Linked DNA regions of Mus musculus: all the other regions are linked to region 5. The links are chromatin contacts, called in public HiChIP or PLAC-seq and promoter capture Hi-C maps. All regions are on one chromosome and are shown on one strand. Each heading gives the region's core, a stretch centred on a gene start, on an enhancer-like site or on the middle of the called end of the contact. The rest is flanking DNA. Distances are from core to core; before and after follow the strand shown. Region 1 overlaps Lrba (LPS-responsive beige-like anchor). Region 2 holds the start of Kirrel (kirre like nephrin family adhesion molecule 1). Region 3 overlaps Dclk2 (doublecortin-like kinase 2). Region 4 has its middle 20 kb from the start of Gm23376. Region 5 holds the start of Lrba (LPS-responsive beige-like anchor).

Region 1 (2,700 bases), core at 110-2,609, 550 kb before region 5:
CTCTGAGACAGAAGTTACTGTATGCAATCCATTATAACACGAGCGGGGAGAAACAAGAAGAACTCCAAAAGGAAGACAATCTCCAGTCCCAGAGCAGCTTCACGGGAGGCTGGGGTATAAATGCTGCCACCGCCAGGCACAGGGGTACCCTTCCTGGAGGGCTGGGCAGAGCAGACTGCATCAATGTAGATGCAGCCAGCCAGGGCAGCTTCTCTCTCACTGCGTACAGCTCTGTGGCTGAAAGACTGGATTCCTTCTACCACTATTAAACTGAGTGAGATATTCCCTGATATCCCTAAAGCAGGCAGTGGCTTCTGCCACTCTCAAGTCCCCAGTGATACCCCAGGCTGAGACCCCGAGGACAGTAACTGCTGAACACCCCCCCCCCAGCACACACACACACACACACACACACACACACACACACACACACACACCAGAGCTTTTCTGTTTGAGAGACGGGGAGAGCGTGGGTCCTTGCCCTGCCTTGTTCCTGGTCTCACATATGCTTGCTCCCTACATGGCTACTAGAGCACGCCTTCTCTGTTTCAGTGTTTCCCAAGACAGGCACACGTTTGTTTTTGCATAGTTTCAGGATACATCAGCTTCAGTTCCAACTCCCTAAATAACACTAGCATCACAACAACACAGTTCAGATTTCAGTTATCAGAGCAGTTGTATAAACACACTTCATGGCTAGCTCTTCAGACCATGAACGCGTATATTAATAGCAGCTGAGCAACTGGAAGACCCCACATCACCGCGTTGAAGGCATATAAGTAACCAGCATCTGTTGTTTAGGTCACACAGACAGCAAACAGCAGCTTTGTTGCCTCTCCTTTCACAGTAACAGCCATGCGGCATTTTATAAAAGGAGGTAACCAGAGAAGGGTATTGGCCAACAATGATGAGCTTCAATAAAGAAGTGAATATAAATGGAGTATTTTGTAGAGAGAGCAGAGTCAGCTCCGGATGCTGCCAAGACACTAGATACGCAGCCAGGAAACGGACAAAGGAAACTTGCTGGCATAACTCAGGACAGTGGTTGTAACAGAGCTGATGATGTCCAGAGGAAGTGAAACTAAGGAAAGCCCCACATTAGGGGACCCTTGAGGGTGTGTCATAACACTTAAACAAAAGAAAAGTGAACCGCTCAAACAGAAGAGGACTGGCAATTTCCCCAGGCACAGAAGAGATGCTTAGGTTTTCAGAACAAGACTGGTGCCCATGTTCACCTGTCCCTGAGAACTGTTTCTCAAAGACATGAAACTGCACGGCTGGGTTTGTTTTTAGCTTTATTTTTGAGATAAGGTGTCTAGCCTTGCTATGTAGCCTTGGCTGTCCAGATACTCATTGTAGGTCATGTTGGCTTTGAATTCAGAGATTCCCCCTTGCCTCTACCTCCTGGGTGCTGGGACTAAAGGTATGTGCTTTGCCTGGCTGTTTCTAATGTTTTGACAAAAACTTTTAGACCATGGAAAATGATAAAAAAATAAAATAAAAAAAATTTCCCACCGAGACAGTGTCTCAGATAATTCTGTGTGATTTCTGTTTACATGTCATTTTACTGTGCAAAGCAGGGATGGTCTATAATAGTAATTAATTTTAAGGTTTGATATGGGTTAGATACAGTCCAAGGGATCATACTACTTTTTCACTGCTTTGACCAACTACGTTTTTCAAAGCAAAACTTTAAATATTCATTCTGGCCCGATAGCTGTACTACTCTAGTTCAAGCTGCAGAGACAGTGACTCAGATGCTCTGTGCTTCTGAGCTTAAAACACACCAGGTGATAGGAGTCCTCTGCTCAGTCCCCATCACAGAGAGGAGACGGGCAGACTGGTAGGTGGAGGAAGAGGCACTGAACTGCAAACAGCTTCTTTGCTGCTGGATCCTGGTCTGTTTCACCTGCTCTTGGAAGGAGCACTCAGTACCTCTAACCTCAGGCAAGTGCTAGCAGCAGATGATCCAGCAAACTAGCTCAAGTCCTCTACACTCCAGTGTCTGTCATGTCACTCTAGGCCTGCTTAGTTCTGAAATCCGGAAGTGAAGCAGAGTCAGGGGCTGTCAAGATGGCTTAGCAGGTAAAGGGACTTGTTGCTGAACCTGATGGCTTGATTTTAATCCCTGGTCCCCACACATTGTGAAGGAAGGGAACCAATCATCACAAGTCACCTGTCCTCTACACACATGATATGGCACGAATGTGGGCACACATATACTAAAGTCAGGGCCAGGATTCCCATTCAACCTTCTGGAGGTCAGAGAAATAAACAAACATATAAAGATGTTCCTTGTTCCTGCTTCATGGAGATTAGGTCACCAACTGCTGCTGTTTATAGAGTAGCTAGAATCCTTAGATTTAGACCAGGGAGCTAAAACTAAAACCAGGCTTTTGGTCCTTATGAGAATATTCTATCTCCAAGTGTAGCTATTGCTCTTACAGAATGTGAGTTTTAAGTAGCATATATTTAAGTAGCCCTGTGTGGCTACCATAATAGACTGGAGTTTTAGAGAACAGGATCCAACCTCATTTCTGTTCACATTAATATGACAAAAGAAGCCAACACTTTGAAGAAACCACAACTTTACCTTGGGAACCACTTAACACCAGGCCCAGCTCAGCGCAGACAGCAGCACAGGTGATCTCGTAGTCATGGCCTGTGAGAATGGCCCGAGGGGTGGCAGTTTCACCTTTA
Region 2 (2,700 bases), core at 53-2,552, 950 kb before region 5:
CCTCTAATTGTTCCAGATTGCGTCTGGACCACTCACTCAATCTAACTGTCAAGATTTTTTGAGGAAACTGTGCCCATCTCATATCAGCAGAGGGCACTAGAGCTGTGTGCCTTAGTTCCAAGCCTGAAGATAAAGCTATCTTGGCCAGGAGCTTTTAGGGACTCAGGAGATCTAGAATATGAGAAGGAAGAGGTGGAGGCCTCTCCAGATGGGCGTAATTGCAAAGTTGTGCAATTCCTGTGTTTCTATTATTTCTCCCACACTCAGCAGCCCAGTGAGCAGAAGGATGTATTTAGGGATTGGGAGAGGAGGTGGCTACTACACTGGGTTCTGGACTGGAGAACCCACCCGAATGCACTTCTATTTCGATTCTCCATGTCTTCACCCCAGTGCACCTCAAGTTCCTGAGTGCTTAGAGATCGATCAGTGGCTGCCTTCTGTAGCAAGCCTTCGGGGAGGCACAAGAGAAAGCCACCGAGTTCTTTGGTTTTCCCTCCGGATAGATAAATGTCTGGGGTGAACAAAGGAAGAGTTAACTGCGCCTCTTCATGGCTGCTACGGACTCCAGCGCTGAGGCGGGCCTCAATGTGGCTGGCTGAAGCCCTCAGAAGGGGCTCAAAGACAGTCAAGATTTCTCCAGCCTGAGATTTGTAGGCAAGAAGAGCTTCTCCCTCTCCAACACTCTCGAGTTAATTGAGAATTCTTAATTTAGGCATCTAGGGTTAGATTCTGGGGTTTGGGATTAAAACGAAGAAGAGATCTTAAAGCTTTTACACCCCCATCCCCCAGACGCATAAGAAGCACACCCCTCCTAACACAGTCATCCAAATTGATGAAGGTTCGTCCTCAGTCCTGGCTGCCACCCCATGCCCGGCTCAGTTACACCACTGGGGGTAAAAGTAGGTCTCGCACCAAGCACTGGTGGGCCAGGACCCAGCGGTCCTTGCTCCAGAGCCTGCGACGCCTCGTTCTCCCCACCCCTCCCCACCCCTTGCCTCTGCCCTCAATTCCTTTCTCTTTGCTCTCCTCCCATCTCGGTTCCAGCGAGCGGAGCGAGTGTGTGCGCGCGCGTTGGGGGACCAGGGGAGGGCAGTGGAGGGAGGCGCCGTCGGAGGGAGAGCAGACGTCAGGAAGAGAGGGAGGGAGCCGGGGAGGGAAGAGAGGGAGAGGGAGAGAGAGCGCGCGGCGCGGAGGTTGAGAGAGGCCCCGAGAGATAAAGCCGGAGGGCAGAAATTATTAGGGGGCGCGGGACGAGAGGAGGGGCCAGGGGAGCGAGCCGGCGGCTAGAGAGGCAAGCGAGTGTGCGCCTTGTGTGCAAGGGCGGGAGGGAGGAGAGAGAGCCAGCGGCGGCCCCGCTCGCGCCGACTGGGGCCCAGCGGCGGGCGGACAGCATGCTGAGCCTCCTCATCTGGATCCTCACTCTCTACAACACTTTCTCACAAGGTAAGCCCCAGCCGCGGGCTAGGGAGTCCAGGGAACGGGCGTGGAGTTTCCGGGAGAACACCGAGGAGTTCTTGGTGAAGCGGCCCAACTTGCTTCCTCTGGCTGCGCGGGAGAACAGAGAACTTAGGTCGCAAAAGCCGAGATCCGAGTAGAAAAGGGATCGGAGTGCTCAAAGTCTTTCCTCCAGTTCCTGGCGGTCCTTCCTCCATCCCTCCACTTCCTGGGCCCAGGGCCGGACTACTGGGTCCTGGGCAAGAGAAAGGCTGGGAGGAGATGGGATTTGATTTCAGATTTGGGGGGCGGAGTGCGTGGAAAACACAGACGCAGGCTTCCTAAGATGAGGCTGAGGGATCCTGCTACCCCAATCCAGCCTACAGTCACCTTCATCTGATGTGCGGCTGCATACTGCTTGGGGCTGCCCCTCAAAGGAAGGCTATATTCGGTCCCCCGCCCTGGAGGTTGTGGGTGGGAGATAGAAGTCTAGATACCAGGGTTGTCTGGGTTCAGGGGAAGGGGAGTTGACTGAGCCAGGCACTCACTTCGGGTCAGAAAAGTGCAGGTTTCTGAGGCTCCTTTGGAACTAGCTGGGCAGAGCTGGTAGGAAGAGTGGGAGAGAGATGAGTGCATTCAGGTACACTGGGCTGGATGCACGTGAAGGAACCAAGGGTCCAAACCCCAGCCAGGCCTGGGGTCTGCAGGAAAAGGCTTTTGCCTCCTGAGACTGACTCCAAGGAAGATTTAACACTGTCGAGCCCCTCGCCTGAACTGGAGCACAGAAATCAGACACACAGATAGCTTCCAACAGAGACATGGAGACAGACTACTCACCTAAGGAGACCCCCCCACCACCCACACACACACACACATGGAGACAGACACATACACAAAGACACTGATTGACACCTCTGAAGAAGGAAGATTCCTCTTCTAAGCTGACACACACTTGCCTAGTTATACCCTGGCATCAAACTTAAACTGTACATACATGTTTCCTACATTCAAAGGACATAGCACTCACTCACACAGAATTGCTTCCACACACCCCAGCCATGGAGCAAACAAAGAAACTTGGGGCAGACATTCTTATAGGCAGGCGCCTACAGAGATGTTACAGTCTTCAAAATGGAGGAGGTGGTCTCTCACTGGGGTGGGTGAGTGATCTGGAAAGAGAGAAGCCGCAGAATGGAAAGAGCCCCAGGCATTGGCCAGCTCTCTTCCTCTCCTGAATGGTGTGTGTGTGTGTGTGTGTGTGTGTGT
Region 3 (2,700 bases), core at 157-2,656, 670 kb before region 5:
CTGAGGTGGGGGAGGGTCACTGAACCTGGTTCTTGCCTTTTGGCTGGTGTGGCTGGCCAGCTTTGCCCCCAGAGACTCCCTCCCTGACTGCTTCCTGGGATTGCAGACAGGCCACTGTAACTACTTGACTTTTTTGTGTGGCTTCTGGGCACCCAGGTTCTAAGCTTCCTTCCTGTGTGGCAAGGGTTTTACCTGCTGGGTTATCTTTCCAGCCCCCAAAGAGCTTTGTGACTTGGACTTGAGGTGACCATCTTTGATATAGCAGTGTAGCTCCAGACTTCTTTGCTTTCAAAGCTAGTTTCTGATATTCAAAGGATGATGTCTTTTACCACGTTATAAGCATTCCTAATTCTTTTCCAGACTCTGCCTTATAGCACAGTTTATTTACTTTGTCCTGAATAACTTACCAACATTTCCAAAATTTATGGTAACTCTCAGAAAATGAAGCTTGACCCTGTGGCAGTTTGAATATAAATGACCCCCATATATTCATACATTTGAATACTTGGTCCCCATTTGGTGGAACTATTTGGGAAGGTAGGAGGTGTGGCTTTGGGAGGAGGTGTGTTCTAGGGGTGGGCTTTGGGGTTCTGAAACCCACATTCCCAGCTAGGCCTCTCTCTGCCTCGTGTTATCTCAACATCTAAGCTCTCAACTACTGCTCCAGTGCCACGCTCTGTGTCTGCTGCCGTGACCCCCACCAAGACGGTCGTGGATTCTAACCCTCTGGTGCTGTGAGTCCTCAAGTTAAATGCTTGTTATTAGTTGCCTTGGTCATGATGTCTTCTCAGCACTAGAACAGTAACTAAGACAGACCCCATGAAGGGTGTTCAGTGACTGTCGTGTAGAATATAAAAATTCTGAGGATGTACTTACTATTATGAATCTCATAAAGGGAGAGCAGACTTCAACATTGGGATCTACCCTACATTTATAACTATCTAAACTTTGTTATATATGTAGACAAATGCAATAAATAATAAATGCCAAAACAGTATGTTCTGGTCCTAGGATTGTGGATGACTTTCTGGTAAGTTTTCTTATTATGTTTATGTAATAAATTACATTCAGTATCACCAGAATCCTGGGTAGTCTCCTCACCAGAACTGAATTATGAGAGTGGACTCACAAAGAGCCAACTCACCTTCAAACTTTATTTGAAACTGGCCAGTTGTCTTTCTAAGAAGGGATTTTTATTAAGTTTGTGACATGTTTTTGGGCTAAGGTAGAATTAATTTGTTCAGTCATTGAGGTTTTGTTTTTTATTGTTAGGCATTGTCTTAGTTGCTTGAGGAACAGGTGCAAGAGAAGTTCTCTGCTTTTGAGGCACTGTCATTGTAGCAGAACAGATAGCCGTAAAAGCCAATTACGTGTAGGACAAGCAAGTCTATATTTGGCCACAGTGATGCAAGCTGGGCAGAAGAGGAAGTTCTTCATGGAGTTACCACAAGTTCTTCACAGAGGCAGTAGAGTGCTCCTTACAGTCATTCCACACAGTGGAGTTGTAGCATTTAAAGTAGGTTTAGTTTGCAGGGAGTAGTTCAGGTTATGGAATATGTGTATTTGATCTTTCTTCATTTTAGGCCTCTACATTTTTTATGTCTTAACTTTTAACTTTGAAATTAGTCTTAAAATTGTATAATGATTCCATATACTTTTTTAAAAAATAAATTTTAAATTATTTGTATACATGAGGGTTTTGTCTGCCTATATATGTCTGTGCACTGTGCCTGGTGCCTGGTGCCTGGTGCCTGGTGCCTGGTGCCTGGTGCCTGGTGCCTGGTGCCTGGTGCCAAGAAAGCAAGAAGAGGGCGTTGCATTTCCTGGAACTGGAGTTAGATAGGTGTGAGCTACCTTGTGGATGCTGAGAATTGAGCCCTGGTCCTCTGAAAGAGCAGCCAGTGCTCTTCACTGCTGAGCCATCTCTCCAGGCTTTCTGTATCATCTCCATCCTGCTTCCTCTAACGTTATCGCTTCTTGAACACAGGCAGTTGTCTAAGTGTGGTTGACAGACACACCATTAGTTCATGTGTAGACCTTACACAGGCAAGTGTGCCTCCTCAGTGTCTTGCCCATCTCACACTTGATCCAGAAGCACATATGCATTTGCTCATGGTCACCCTTTCCACCTCTGACAGTGACACATCCTTGGCTTTTTGTGGTCTTGTTGCTTGGGAGAGCTCTGGCTAGTTATCTTGCATAGTTCCTCTTGATTTAGAACTTTGTGGTATTTTCTCACAGTGATATCTTGGTTGTGTTTTTGGTAAGAATACTACAGAAGTCATGCTGCGTCCTCTGAGTGCCTTTAGTCAGACACACTGGATAAATCTCATTACTGGTTGGCCGCTTGATTGCAGGTTGCTTTTCACTATAAATTTTGACATTTTAAGCATAAATTAATAAGTTGTAGGGATATTTCTTAAGAATGTGCACATATAGGCTGGAGAGAGGGCTCAGCGGTTAAGAGCACTGGCTGCTCTTCCAGAGGTCCTGAGTTCAATTCCTACCAACCACATGGTGGCTCACAACCATCTGTAATGGGTTATGATGCCCTCTTCTGGTGTCTCTGAAGACATGACGGTGCACTCATATACTTAAATAAAATCTTTAAATAAATAAATAAAAGAAGAAGAATGTGCACATATTTTTGTTTTTCACATTTTGATCTATTAATGTTAGTGCCTGCTGATTATCATTGAC
Region 4 (2,700 bases), core at 127-2,626, 730 kb before region 5:
TTGAATCTCTGGGACACCTCTCTCTGGTCACTCATTCAAATACAAACTCCTATAGTCTTATTTTCTGCTCAACTCTTGACGTATTTATCTTCTCTCCTCCTCTATCCCCATTTCCAACAAGCCACCAATCATGACCATGAGTTACTTCATCCGCCATATCTTTCCTTAGAATTTTTTTCATAAAATAAAAAATAAGATTAAAAGGAGAAGAAATAAATAAAAAGCCCTGACCTGACATTATGAGACACGGTACCTCCAAAGACACCAATGAGCTTGTTTTCTGTTGGCCATCTACTGACGGGCAGGCAGCCTACCCTTAGGATAGCTTGCTTTCCCAGTGAGATTGTCTTGGAGAAAAATTTCATTTTCAAGTATTTATCAATTGGAGATAGCTTCTTGGTTAGGGATGGGGTATGTGTCCACTTCTCCTTTCATCTGTAGGACTCCATCTGGTGCAGACCAGTGCAGGCCCTCATACTGCCTCAGTCTCTATGAGTTCCTGTGTGCACTGACCCTAATGATTTGCAGGCCTTGTTTCCTTGGTGTTTGCCGTCCCTAGGGGCTTTTTACATTCTTTCTACTTCTGATTTTGAGAAGTTCCGTGAGCCCCGAGGGAAGGGATTTGATGGAGATATCCTCTTTAGGTCTGAGTGTTCCAAGTCCTCTTATTCTTTATATAACATCTGGCTGTGGGTCTCTGTATTTGATGGTCAGCCACGCAGTGTTGAGTATGGGTTCCATCTTGTGGAGTGGGCCTTAAGTCAAATCAGATATTGGTTATTCCTAAAAGCTTTGTGCTACCATTGCAATAGCATATCTTGCAGACAAGACACCATTTTAAATTAGAGGGTTTGTGGTTGAGTGGGTGTTTACCTTTCTCCTTTGGTAGTGTGCAAAATCTCTTCCTACACCAAAGAGCTAGTACATAGGGGTGAAGACTCTATGTAGGTGCCAGTTTGACATCCCCATGTTCTATGCAGGTGTTGCCTTCAGCAATGGGGCCGTCTTTGTGGAGAACAACCCATGAATCTTGGCAGCAGCCTGGGTTGTTTGGGGAGTCCGTGGGACCCCTTTGACCAACAACTCAATTAGATATAACCAAATCCTGTTAACGGAAGTTTCATTTAGTGACAAGTTGGAGTTCTGTCTCCCTTGTTATTTAACAACATCATTTACATAGCCTTCATATATGCACATTTTTACAAACTTCTACAGTATCAGGTTTTCATTCAACCCCTCAACTGGCCCTTAATTTTAGCTGTCTCTCCATTTCCCCTCTCCTGTTCCTGTTAGGCCTCAAAGAAACCCCAGATAAAACGTCAGAGGAACCTATTTAACATGTCAAAGCTAACAGTGGGGGGCCAGGTTCTTCTGAGCGTCACTGCCCTTCCCACAAATGCCCTGCCCTAGATAAGCCTGCCATTTTGGCTATGCCTGTCTCTGACTCTTGTTGCTCTTGGCTGCTGTTGTTGCTTCTCTCTCTCCTGACCTCTTGGTTTCTGCTCTCTCCCCTCCTCACATGGCCCAATTCAGTCTACAGGTCAGTCTACAGGTCATATTCAGTCTGACCACCCCGGATGCCTCTGCCTGTGCTCTTCCTTATATTTTAATAAAAATCTCAACCCCTTAGGAGCAGTCATGTCTTCCTTTTATCTCTTCTTTTCATTCAGTCCTCCTCTTTCCTCCCCTTCCCTACTAGATCCCCCCCCATTCCACCCCCACCTCATCAATCCATAACTATCTATTTCCCTTTCCCAGGGAGATTGAAGTACCCGACACCAAGTCCCTCACCCCATACCTAGGCTCCATGGTTTTATGTATTGTAACTTGGTTATCATTGACTTAACAGATAATATCCACATATCAGTAAATTCATGCCTTATCTGTATTGTTGGGTCTAGGTTACCTCACTTGGGATGACTTTTTTGTAGTTCCAGCCACTTACCTATAAATTCCATGATTTCATTTTTTTTTAAAACAGAGTAATATCCCATTATATAAATATAGCACATTTTCTTTATATGTTCTCTTGTTGAAGGACTTCTAGGTTGTTTCCAGTTTCTAGCTATGATATGATGAATAGAGCAGTAATAAACATGGTTGACCAAGAGGCTCTATGGTAGGATGAACTGTCCCTGGATATATGCCCAAGAGGGATATAACTGAATCTTGAGGTAAAACCAATTCCAGTCTTCCTGGAACCACCGCACTGAGTTCTGTGGTGGCATTCCCACCAACACTGGGTGAGCACTCCTTCTTCCTCCACAGCCTCACCAGCATGGGTTGCCATGTGGTTCATTGATCTTAGCCATTCTGACAGCAATTCTAACATGAATTTTCAAAGTGGTTTTCATTTGCATTTTCCTGCTGAAAAAGGAGGTTGTTGAAGATTTCATTGTTTCTTAGCATTTGTGTTTACTCTTTTGAGAATTCTCTGTTAAGATCTGTAGCCCATTTTTAATTGGGTTATTTGTTTTCCTGATTATAACTTTCATTTCTTTGTAAACTCTTTTTTTTTCTTTCTTTTTTTTTTTTTGAAGTCTTTTTCCATGTTGTAATATTACATGTAGGGTGCAGTGGTACATGCATATGAGCATATGTGTCCATGTTCGTGGCAGCGATCACTCCAACCCCCGAACATTTAATGCATTCTTTCTCTATGTATGGTATATTATGAATATACATGGGTTGCGTTGTCCA
Region 5 (2,700 bases), core at 190-2,689:
GCCTCAGGCCTTTTTCAAATTGACATTCAATTATCACAAGATAACCCTAAACCCACTGCAAAATTCAACCTTGGTTAGTTATTTCTAAAACTAAAAGTAGCCAGAATTTTAAAAATACTAATTTACAAGTTAGCCTATATCAGCACTATGAACATGAATTCTGTATTTAAAACTAACTATAGCAAAACATAACTTAGGCAAAAACTTACATTAGCTCCCAAGTCCAAAAAAAAAAAAGTCATTTATTCAAAATATTAAAGAGAAAAATCGCAGGCTTAAACATACACTCCAAGAGGAAAAAAAAGTTACATCCAAATTCTCCATTGAACACCTGACTACACACACACATGCACACACATACACACACAAATATACTTCCACATCAACACTTGCTTAATTAGCACAAAGGTGATCTGTTCATGTTCATTGAAAACCTGAAGCATCAAATTTTGCATAATTCTCTTTAAACTGAAATACAAGTAATTGCTCCATTTAGGTCAAGTAGAATTTTGTGTCTATCCGTGGAAAAAGCCATTAGATTGAGTGAAGCACATGACCCCAACTTCGTCTTGCTCCCCAACTCACCGAGAAAAGTATATGCTTATAAAATATTGATCTACTTACCAGGTTAAAGACAGTTTCTACAATATCCCTATTGGACACTTCTCCAACTTCAACCAACCCCGTCAGCACGGCGAATTTCATTCTGATGCCCCTGATGGGGAGCCCCGGCTTCAGAGACAGCGCACCCCCTTCCGTAGGGGTTTCTTCTTTCCCTCCACCTCCCCCGTCATCACCTGTTGGTGGCCGGGAAGGGGCACGATTGTCTTCACTAGCCATGACTAGTTCACGAGAAAGGACAAGTCAGAGTCACCCTGGGCCAGCAGTCGCTGCACGGAGAAGAGGCACCAACACACACGCAAACGCTAAACCAAAAAGGGTCTCTGTTCCAACTTGCGGAGAAACCCAAAAAAGCAGGAAAGTCCTTGGTCGTCGCCCTCCTCCTCTTGGAGACTATTTGTCCAATCTCTCTCCCGGAGGCTGACAACAACGCCAAAGCCTATTGGAAGATTAAACATCTGTTAAATAGGGTAGGTCTGTCGTGGGATTTTTTAGGGAGGAGAGGGAAATAGTTACTGTCTGTCAAATAAGTTACTAAGGGCACCCCAAGGGCCAGCCGGCCGGCCGCTCCTCCCGGGCTCCATCGCCCGCTCCGCCGAAGGCGGGTCCTCCAGGCCGGCGAGCAGGCTCACTCCTCCCCCCCCCCCCCCAGCCCGCGCAGGTGGTGGGCGCGGGCAGGTGCACCGCGGGGGACTGTCGCCGGCAGAGGACGGGGGGCCCCTGCGACCACTGAGGTCCAAAGTTCCTCCTCACCCGGAGACTCCGGCCTCGTCCTCACCCCCGCCGGGGCGCAGCGAGACGGAGGTGGCGGCGGAGATCCAGGGCAGGAAAAGGCGGGGGAAGGGGGCGGTGATTCTCCTCAGCGCTCGGCCCAGGGGGAGGAGTGGAGCACCTCGCCCGGGCACCTGAGCTCGGCTGAGGAGAGGAAGGGAGGTGTGTGCTGGGGCGGGAAGGCAGGCCCGACGCGCCTGCGGGGACGGGGACAGGGACCGGGACGGGACCGGGGAGAGAAAGGTCAAGGCACCTGGTCGCAGCCTTCAAGTTTCCCTAGTCCGCTCCCCGGGAGCCCGGCGGCTGCCTAGAACTCCGTGCTTCCCTAGGCCGCCCCACCCCTGCGCTCAGCCCTTGCAAACGCAGCTACTGCAGGCGGGGGCGACGCCGCGGCTCGTGCCGCCGCGGTGGCCGAGGATGCTACTGCCACAGAACGCCGGGCTACGGCGCGCGGGACTACCCCTATGCCTACTGAAGCTGCTCCTCGCCGCCATGACAGCGCCGAGGGCCGCCGGGCGCGGCGTGCGCGTGCGCGAGCGCGAGCGCGCGGGGTGGTGGGGCGGGCGAGCGAGCGAGCGGGCGGGCGCCCTAGCGGAGGCGGCTTAGTAGGGGACGTGCGGGCGGGCCCGGAGAATCGCGGGTGAGTGGCGGAGCAGAGCACGCGCGCTCGCTGGAGGTGCCACGCGGGCGGGAGCGCGCCTCGAGAGCGCGCTGCTCAGGTAGAGCCGCGAGCGGCGCGCTTTTCCCTCGCACTCTTCGCCCAGACTGTGCTTTGGCGACGAACGGGAGGCGGGTGCTGTGCAACAGCAGGTCTCTGAGCGCCGAGGGTACCCGCCCCACGTTGTCAAGGTGTCCTCGTGTTGGACTTGGAGAAGGACACCTGAGGGACTTAGGAGTCGTTGAGGTGGCGGCGCTGGAGCCTCTGGGGAGCAGTCTCCACCCCTGACTGAGCTCAGCTGCTGCCTGCCCGCCCGCGGCGCTAACTGGGAAAGATTTCCACTGGGATGCCCTGGCAGCTGCCGCTGCTCGGAGGGGAGGGACAGCGACTGGGAGGATTCCTTGCCTGGCAGCTGCCGCCCCAGCAAAGCTCTCCCACATTCTAAGGAGTAGAGGATTCATTCCTCAGACAGCTGCTCGGAGCTGTGGAGGCGGGATTCACCGGGGGGGTTGGGGGGGGGCTGGAAATGGGAAAGGGGGTTCCTCTCAATTTCCCAGTGTGGAAGTTAAGTTTGCCTCATTATAGATGCTTTTAAATATATATAAATGAGGATTTGAAGCCAGTACAAATTGTCATAGTCTAATGTTGTC

What was found. Promoter capture Hi-C pulls out the DNA fragments that hold promoters and counts their contacts. HiChIP or PLAC-seq counts read pairs in DNA pulled down with a chosen protein or histone mark.
Region 1: an H3K4me3 HiChIP or PLAC-seq map of stem cell-derived neural progenitor cells shows a contact between it and region 5, with 7 times the contacts expected there. The contact joins the enhancer-like site here to the promoter of Lrba in region 5. A contact is called at or near these places in 7 of 39 promoter capture datasets (the C10 cell line, cranial neural crest, embryonic stem cells and 3 more), 2 of 484 Hi-C or Micro-C datasets (the HL-1 cell line and granulocyte-monocyte progenitors), 16 of 115 datasets of contacts at active chromatin or transcription factors (the SCID.adh cell line, bone marrow-derived macrophages, cardiomyocytes and 10 more) and 4 of 9 other capture datasets (adipose tissue, liver, macrophages and 1 more).
Region 2: a promoter capture Hi-C map of hippocampal neurons shows a contact between it and region 5, with 4 times the contacts expected there. The contact joins the promoter of Kirrel here to the promoter of Lrba in region 5. A contact is called at or near these places in 1 of 39 promoter capture datasets (hippocampal neurons) and 1 of 115 datasets of contacts at active chromatin or transcription factors (astrocytes).
Region 3: a promoter capture Hi-C map of pre-B cells shows a contact between it and region 5, with 3 times the contacts expected there. The contact joins the enhancer-like site here to the promoter of Lrba in region 5. A contact is called at or near these places in 10 of 39 promoter capture datasets (3T3-L1-derived adipocytes, the C10 cell line, cranial neural crest and 6 more), 1 of 484 Hi-C or Micro-C datasets (embryonic stem cells) and 1 of 115 datasets of contacts at active chromatin or transcription factors (neural tube).
Region 4: a contact with region 5 is called in an H3K4me3 HiChIP or PLAC-seq map of embryonic stem cells, with 8 times the contacts expected there. The contact joins the enhancer-like site here to the promoter of Lrba in region 5. A contact is called at or near these places in 9 of 39 promoter capture datasets (the 3T3-L1 cell line, the C10 cell line, cranial neural crest and 5 more), 1 of 484 Hi-C or Micro-C datasets (cortical neurons), 3 of 115 datasets of contacts at active chromatin or transcription factors (embryonic stem cells and pro-B cells) and 1 of 9 other capture datasets (liver).

Annotation. Positions count from the first base shown.
Region 1 is chr3:86,773,095-86,775,794 of GRCm38.p6, reverse strand. It overlaps Lrba (LPS-responsive beige-like anchor), which reads right to left. Exons shown (of 57, transcript NM_030695.2): 54 at 2,594-2,695. Among named protein-coding and RNA genes, the nearest start is that of Gm52625, 24 kb to the right of the region's middle. Within about 2 kb of position 1,359, at least 101 of the 459 cell types and tissues checked have an H3K27ac peak or open chromatin away from gene starts, as enhancers often do. A contact at or near this core is called in bone marrow-derived macrophages, granulocyte-monocyte progenitors, liver and 2 more, where this site is marked.
Region 2 is chr3:87,173,139-87,175,838 of GRCm38.p6, reverse strand. It overlaps Kirrel (kirre like nephrin family adhesion molecule 1), which reads left to right and starts at 1,302. Exons shown (of 16, transcript NM_001170985.2): 1 at 1,302-1,443.
Region 3 is chr3:86,893,382-86,896,081 of GRCm38.p6, reverse strand. All of the region lies in intron 2 of Dclk2 (doublecortin-like kinase 2), which reads left to right. Among named protein-coding and RNA genes, the nearest start is that of Dclk2, 26 kb to the left of the region's middle. Within about 2 kb of position 1,406, at least 35 of the 459 cell types and tissues checked have an H3K27ac peak or open chromatin away from gene starts, as enhancers often do. A contact at or near this core is called in pre-B cells, where this site is marked.
Region 4 is chr3:86,949,502-86,952,201 of GRCm38.p6, reverse strand. No RefSeq gene overlaps it. Among named protein-coding and RNA genes, the nearest start is that of Gm23376, 20 kb to the right of the region's middle. Within about 2 kb of position 1,376, at least 6 of the 459 cell types and tissues checked have an H3K27ac peak or open chromatin away from gene starts, as enhancers often do. A contact at or near this core is called in embryonic stem cells, where this site is marked.
Region 5 is chr3:86,223,429-86,226,128 of GRCm38.p6, reverse strand. Lrba (LPS-responsive beige-like anchor) reads right to left here and starts at 1,439. Exons shown (of 57, transcript NM_030695.2): 1 at 1,375-1,439; 2 at 625-1,060. The coding sequence starts at 840.